2 separate regions of the Macaca mulatta genome follow, and region 1 is linked to region 2. The links are chromatin contacts, called in public Hi-C maps. All regions are on one chromosome and are shown on one strand. The core of a region is the stretch at or near the end of the contact, and the rest is flanking DNA. Distances in the headings are between cores, read along the strand shown. Region 1 has its middle 46 kb from the start of VPS54. Region 2 overlaps LOC114671954 (a long non-coding RNA gene).

The links. Hi-C and Micro-C count contacts between places; a contact is called where the count stands out from the background.
Region 1: a Hi-C map of CD4 T cells shows a contact between it and region 2, with 7 times the contacts expected there. The contact joins two enhancer-like sites. A contact is called at or near these places in 7 of 14 Hi-C or Micro-C datasets (CD4 T cells, blood, fetal cortex germinal zone and 3 more).

Annotation. Positions count from the first base shown.
Region 1 is chr13:60,672,174-60,675,913 of T2T-MMU8v2.0, forward strand. No RefSeq gene overlaps it. Among named protein-coding and RNA genes, the nearest start is that of VPS54, 46 kb to the right of the region's middle. Within about 2 kb of position 2,073, at least 14 of the 40 cell types and tissues checked have an H3K27ac peak or open chromatin away from gene starts, as enhancers often do. A contact at or near this core is called in CD4 T cells and blood, where this site is marked.
Region 2 is chr13:60,402,241-60,406,044 of T2T-MMU8v2.0, forward strand. The region is part of intron 1 of LOC114671954 (a long non-coding RNA gene); the gene reads left to right. Among named protein-coding and RNA genes, the nearest start is that of LGALSL, 130 kb to the left of the region's middle. Within about 2 kb of position 1,286, at least 6 of the 40 cell types and tissues checked have an H3K27ac peak or open chromatin away from gene starts, as enhancers often do. A contact at or near this core is called in CD4 T cells and blood, where this site is marked.

The sequences.
Region 1 (3,740 bases), core at 823-3,322, 270 kb after region 2:
TGAGGTTTGTATTACTCCAATGTATAGAAGAAGAAACTTGAGACCCACCCAGGTACCTAAAGCTAGTAGCTGGCAGAGGTAATCCCTAGCAAATTTGATTCCAGCACCTAAGTTCTTTCCACTGCTTCCCCATTGCTATGCGATGCCAATGGGGTGGAAATAACCAGAGTGAGAACAAAAAACCCTTATTTATCCTTCCCACACCTCAATCCAGGATGAAAGGCAAGACCAAATGGGTCAGCGGGATTGTTTTCCCCTGTGAATGGGGCGGGCCACCAGTAGGGTCGGTGGTGCAGTGTTTGGAGTACCAATCGCAAATGGGCCATGGGCTCGCTGGAGAGGCAAGACAGACAGCTTACCCAGCACCTACACAAACGAAGAGAATAACCACAAGGTCCAATGAGGAGAAGTGGCTCAGAGATTCTGGTGAGATGAAAACTATTTAAGGTTAATTGCCAAACACTGAATATCACATTCTGTGCATCTGCATTTTTCTCATTTCAGAAAATTATTTTTCCCATTTTAATTTATTTTTGAATAGTTAATGCACACATATGGAAAAAATGCAAAAGGTACAGAAAACGTTCCATGGGAAATAGGTGTTTCTTCCTTCTCTATCCCTCGGTTATCTTCCCTGGAGGTAACCACTGTTCACTGACTCCATCTTCCCCCTCCCTCTCCTTCCTCCCCCTCTCTCCATTAGAGGCAGGGGTATGTCAAGCTGAGTTCTCTTTATTTGATAACAATACAGACCTTCCTAATGCAGCAGGGTTTAAATGTACTCACTAAAAAACAGATTTACAAAAAAAAGTAACTTCATTGTCAATAACGATTTCTTGCTGGAAACCCCCCATTCCTGGCGTAGGTGGGAACACTTGGTCTTGCCAATTAAAGGTAACGCAGTCTCTTTAGGTTTAAAACAGTTTCCCTTGGAAAATCACTCAATCTTTCAAGGTTTCTCCCTGATCCAACAGTTCTCCTCTCCCACTTCTGTTTCTTAAGATGTCATTCGGGTCTTGAAAAACTGGCGGAGCAAGTCTATCGGCCATCCTCCAGGCTCTCCTGGCCTCCCTTGATGAGGAAATTATCTCCGGCTTTTGGGCCTAGAACCATTTCCACTGCTGACAACCATGGCCCCAGCCATGGCTCCCAGTGGCAAGGACCATAAGCCTCACACCTTCTTGGCCCAAGGGCCAGGCCTCTTCCAGCCCATTCATCCCGTTTTAGCCTTTGTCGTTCTGCCACTGGATCTCCTAAAGATCATGCACGACCCCAAAGAACAGAAATCACTATCTCAAGCCTGTTGTGCCTAATCATAGCATTTCCACTTCTCTGTAGTTACCCTGGTTCCAAACAGAAAGCAGGGTACATGCCTCCTCTGCTTTAGTGCACCCTCCACTCACGTGGGGCAACCCTGTGCTCATACTCTCTGGATGTTCCAACTTCCTGCTTGCTGTTTTTTTTTTTCTTTTTTTTTTGAGACAGAGTCTCGCTTGTTGTCCAGGCTGGAGTGCAGTGATGCGATTTCGGCTCACTACAACCTCTGCCACCCAGATTCAAGCGATTCTCCTGCCTCAGCCTCCCGAGTAGCTGTGATTACAGGTGCCCGCTACCACGCCCAGCTAATTTTTTGTATTTTTAGTACAGATGGGGTTTCACCATGTTAGCCAGGATGGTCTCGATCTCCTGACCTCATGATCCGCCTGCCTCGGCCTCCCCAAGTGCTGGGATTACAGGCATGAGCCACCCACTGCGCCCAGCCTCTGCCTGCTGCTTTTATCTTCCCTTCCAGTCATGAGAAAGTGGCTCTGACATCATATCCTGTGTTCTTCTCGGCTGTATCTATGATCTGTTCAGGGGCACTTTTCCAAGTTCTGCCTCACTAGTGTATACAAATACATTTTTTTCTTCCAACAAAGTCTGGGTTTTGCCACTCAAAAGCACTTGATTTCAAACTATTGTCTTCCTATGAATTAATCCTATTTTGAAATTCTAAGCTAAGGGATGACTTATCGGATCTCGGCTGGGTTTTTTTTCTCCCTGTGACTCAATGCATGCCATTGACTAAGGGCAGGGGAAGCCACGGAGACAAAGACTTACTGGGCAGGCAAATACACTGATTTAACGTCTCACAAAGGTTATCTCCATTACATCAGCATAAGCTTCCCAGAGCCAGCTGAAAGGAAACCAGCGTCAGTGTGGCAAATGCTACTGAGTTTTCACATTGTAACAGGGGTGCACCTGCTGCATGGGGAAAATTTCACGGTCCTGAAAGTGAACCTGATCAAAATTGAACTATTGATTCCATAACTCTCCAGCCAATTATTGAGGTGCAAACTTGAGTCATTCTGGATTCCTCTCTTTTCTTCACACTTCATGTTTAATCCATCTGCAATCAGGGCATCTAATGGGAAAGAGGAGCCTTTTTCTGATTTCCACAAAGGCACCGTATGAGCCGGTAGTGATCTGTTGCTGAAACCCTAGGCCAAGCTGCCAGTGTCTGTCACCCGGACTTCTGCCATAGGCTCCTCCCAGGTCTCCCCACTTCTGTGTTTGACCTCCTATAATCCATTCTCCACAAAGCAGCCAGATTAAATACAAATGAGATCACACCCCTTCCCAGCTTCCTTGCTTTAAATCCTCCTCCAGCTTGTCATCACTCTGATCCGGCTCTGCTTCTTTCATCCTGGCTCTTGTTCAGCCTTATCTCCTTCCAAGCTTTCCCTCTAACTACTTGCCTCTAGCCACACTGCCCATCTTGTTGCCCTCAAGCACAGAGTACACAAGGCTCGTTTCTACCCCAGGTCCTTTGCACCTACTGTTTCTTTGCTAGCAGAGTTCTTCCCCAGATTCTCACACTGCTGCCCCCTTCCCAGCCTTCAGGTCTCAACTCAGATGTCACGGAGCAGCCACACCACACCCCAGGTACCATCTACCATAGTACTCCGCTTTATTTTCTTCATAGTCCTTAGTTCCTGAAATTGTATTATTTATTTGTTTGTTTACATGTTTATTGCATATCCCCCTTCCCTTAGAATGCAACTGCCTTAAACAGGGACTTGCTTTGTCTTTTTCAGCACTGTGTTTCTAGCATTAAACAGTTGCCTGGCACATCGTAAACACTCAGTAAATATTTGTGGACTGAAACCAACTAATGTCAACCAAGGGAGGGAAGGAGGAAGACAGTATTTTTTTTAACTCCACAAGCACCAGTGGATACCATTTTATTTCTTTGCTAGGGAATATTAATTTCTAGGTCAGGAAATCATTCAGATTAATGTGGCTTTCTCGTGAGATACTTAGCTGCAAAACAGAACTAACATCTATATTTATGTCACAGAAAAGCAGTTTTTTCAAATAATCAAGTCGGTCAAAATATCAATTGTTAGCCTTATTTGCCGGGTACAAAATTTGACTGGTTTGCACGTGTGTTGGTGTGTGCTTAACCCGCGGCAGATCGCCTGCTATTTTAGGGTTCCTGATTGCTAAAAGTTGTTTACTTGATTTCTTTCATTTGAAGTGTGGCTGAGGAGGCAGCCCTGATCAGAGGCAAGTGGTAGAAAGAGAAACAATGTGAAAGATCTTTTTGGGTGTGCTATAAAATAACCACCAACAATCTTTAAGTATTTCTTGGACTTTCAAGACTGAAAACTAAGCTCTCTTTGATAGGTGCTTTAAAATTTTGAATGACTGATACTCTGGAAAGTCCTGAACAGGTGTATAAACACTGAAGCAAGGAC
Region 2 (3,804 bases), core at 36-2,535:
CCTGTGTTGCCAGACTGGAGTGCAGTGGCCCAGTCTAGGCTCACTGCAACCTCCACCTCCCGGGTTCAAGCGATTCCCCTGCCTCAGCCTCCTGAGTAGCTGGGACTACAGGCACATGCCACCACACCCGGCTAATTTTTGGTGTTTTAGTAGAGACGGGGTTTACATGTTAGCCAGGATGGTCTTGATCTCCTGACCTAGTGATCTGTTCACCTTGCTTCCCAAAGTGCTGGCATTACAGGCATGAGCCACCGCGCCCGGCCGTGACTCTGCCTTTCTAACAAGTTCCCAGATGATGCTGATGGTGCTGGCCCAGGACCACATCTTGCCCATATCACTCATCCTCCTCATCCTGCATCCCACCAGTTGGTCAAGGTCCTGCTCAGCTGCTACCTTTTTTGTCAATAAAACTGGGCACACTAGCAAAAAATGCACCCCACCCTCCACTCACCTCACTGCTACACCCCTCTGTGCCTGCCAAGACACTTGTATCTGAGCTATTTGGCTGTGTCTCCCTGACCTCAGGGGCCTAAAGTTCTCGTGCCTTTCCCCATACCCCACAGAATCTCATTTAGTACAGCCAGGGACATGCTGCCAGCTGGGGCAGATTCCATTCCATTCACTGGGACCTTAAAGAACTTCAGACTCCTTGATGCAGCACTCAGCCCGGGGGGTCCAAAGATGCAGGATGCCCAGAGACTGCCCTTGAGATTAACATCTGTTTTCTGGGTTATAGTCACTGCTCACTGAGCCCACTCTGCTGTCCTTCCAGCTGCTGGCCTGGGGCATGACTGACCTGAGCAGACCACTGGATGTCCTCCCTGATCTAAACCAGTGGGAGGTTCCTCTCACTAATACACAGTTCCAAGTTCTCAGCTTGACTTGCTGTCTTTGAGACTCAGAAGGGAGGTGTCACTTTCGGTGGTAAGCCACAATATGTAACTCACAGAGGGCAGTTAAGAGGCAGGTGAAAGATGTTTTGCAGCCTGTTGAAATGTCAGTGACTAAGACCCAGGGGTGCTCTGAGAACATTCTCACTTCTCAGTTGTGGGCACCTAAAAGGTTACTGTCCACCTGGTTCTCCTGCCACGTGGACTTATGGCATCATGCCCTCACATCCTCATGGGACCAATGGTAAATTATGGAACCTCAACTCAGCCTGCTTAAGTAAAATGGAAACTCTTTGCTCACCTTTGTGGCTTGGCCCAAGGTGACTCAGAATTGAAAAAGGAGGTACAGGAATCTGAGATTTAGGAACCATGTCTGTTCTCATACATGCCAGGACCCTCTCTCTGTCCATCCCATTCTCATCTCTGCATGTCCTTGTTTGTGGGCCTAACTCTCTCTTGCTGCATTCAGGAGAAAGGGTACCATGCCCACCAAGGCAGTGTGGAATGGAAGGGGGACTGTTCCCCAAAGGAGATAGGAGTGCTAGAGATCCACTCCAAATGGTTAGCAAATGTTAAGTCTTTGTCACAAGTCGGGCACTCTGCTGTTTTACATATATGATCTCATTTGATCCCCAAGCTGACTCAATGAGTCAGGTATGGCATTTTCTGGTCTGACAAATAAAAAGGCATGACACAAATCATACCTCAATCCCTTCTGCCAGCTCCAGTGCTGGCTTTGGGACAGCCAGAAGATGTGACCTGGATGGGAGGATGCATTTCCTTTGGAAATAAGCATATTATCCTCGAAGGAGGGCCCAAAAGCCAATGCTTTAGCTCTGGTTGTCTCTCTATCAGTAGTTATGAAGCTAACACCATAAATGTCAAGTTGTTAATTTTGGGTAATTTAGATCTCTCTATTAAACCATCATTTCTCTGTGAATCTACATTGAAGGGAGAGAAGTCCCATCAAGAAAATCAAACGGGTTTCTTCCACTGTCTCATCCAGCCAAGACACATATCCTTTAGGATAGTATTTAAAAAGACAGATGATCCGATTAGATGAGGATGAGGCATGGGATTCTCCCTCCAGACCATCTGCCATTTGGAGATGTTTTCATGGATCCTAGGACCCTACCCAAAAAAAGGACTCCTCTCTAGCTCTATTTCTGTGACCACTTCTTGCCTATATTTTCTCTAAGAAGAAATGGGAGTTGAGACTTGCTCACAACTTTACCATTAAGAGAAAATAAATTATAACAGAGCCTGGTCACTACCTGTCTGAGTGGTCCGCTGACCCACCAGGGGCGTGGCTCCTTGGCTGCTGAGTTTCTCAAGGCTGAGAGCAGCCCCTCCAGTGTTCTTACCTGACTGGGGACTTCATGCAGCCACAGGCACTGCCTCTTCTGCTCTCCATCACATCCTGACTCACAGCACAGTGGCTGGCACACAGCAGGTGCCCAAGAAGTGTTTGTTAAACAAATGAGCGATATCCCATTCTCCAGTGGTGCCTCAAACCATAACTGAAATCAGTTGGTGACTCCAAGTCAAGGTCACTGTGCTGAACATTATAGTTATAGGCAGCAGGGACCATCCTTTCCCAGGTCTGAAAGAAGGACCCAAGTTCCTCAGAGACATCCATGGTTCTTCTCCCTGGTCAGTTCTGAGGGCTCTGTTTTTGGTTTCATCAATGCAAATGCCAACTCTTTATGTAAATATTGTCATAAATTCCTTCTCAATATTCTGCTGTGCATTTGTTCAATATAAATGTGCTGATCACAGGCTTCAAATCTGGGCAAAGAATATTTGACTAAAGTCAGACAACCAGAGCTCCAGCTCTATGACCACTAGCAAATGCCAATATTTACTGCGCACTAACTATGTGCCTTATGCTTTATATGCATAATCTCATTTAATCCTCAAGACAATCCTATGTAAATGGTGCCATCATCATCATCTTGATTTTACTCATGAGGAAAGTGGAGTTTCTAGGGTGTAAGGACCTAGCTCAGTGCCACATAGCCACATGGTAACTACTTAGTTCAAGGTAGAGTTAGGACTCAAACCCATCTGACTGACTCCAGTGCCAGTGCTTTCAAATCAATCTGCAGCATTGCAAGTCACTTAACTTCCCTGCGCCTCTGCTTATTTTCCTTTTAATGGGGATAAAAATCATCTTGCAGAATGAACATTGTAGACTGACGCATTGTGTACACTGTAAAGCACCACACACCTTTTGAGGTTAACATTGCCATTGCCATTGCCCCCAATCAAAGCAGGGTGTGAGAAGCCAGCACTAGATTAATCGGTGCTTCTCTTCCCTTAGGCATCGTGCCAGCACTTCAGTAATCAGCAGACATTACCAAACACCTACTTTGTGCCATTCACACAAAGACGAATAAGAGGGTGCCCTTGCCCTCAAGCAGCCCACAACCTTATGAGCGTCTCCACTAGTTAATGAGGGTCAAGGCTGGATCTATACACTTACCCCAGATGCCCCCTTTGCTTGATGGTTCCTCGTTTCTCTGGAAGAAAGAGTAAAAGAGAAGTTTGAGCCTAATGGTTGGACCTCTAGGGCACAAAGAATAAGAGGGCAGATAAGTGGGAATACAGGCCACCCCTCAGCTCTGGGGATCACACTCCAGGGAGGAAGGAAACCCTCCTTCCTACAAACCATGGTATTACAGAGTGGTTAATGGGTTCAGGTAGCAGCTCCCCGCTTTCCTGGCCATGTGAACACCAATTTAAGGCTCAGTTTCCTCATCTCTTAAGGGGAGGTGATAATTTTGGTAACATGTGTAAAGAGTTTTGGTCAGTGTCTGGAGCAGAGCAAACGTTAGGTGATGTGTGACCAAAGGCGGGGGAACTGGTAGCTCAGGCTGCAGCAGCAACAACCTCGTGAGCCAGTGGGAGGGAA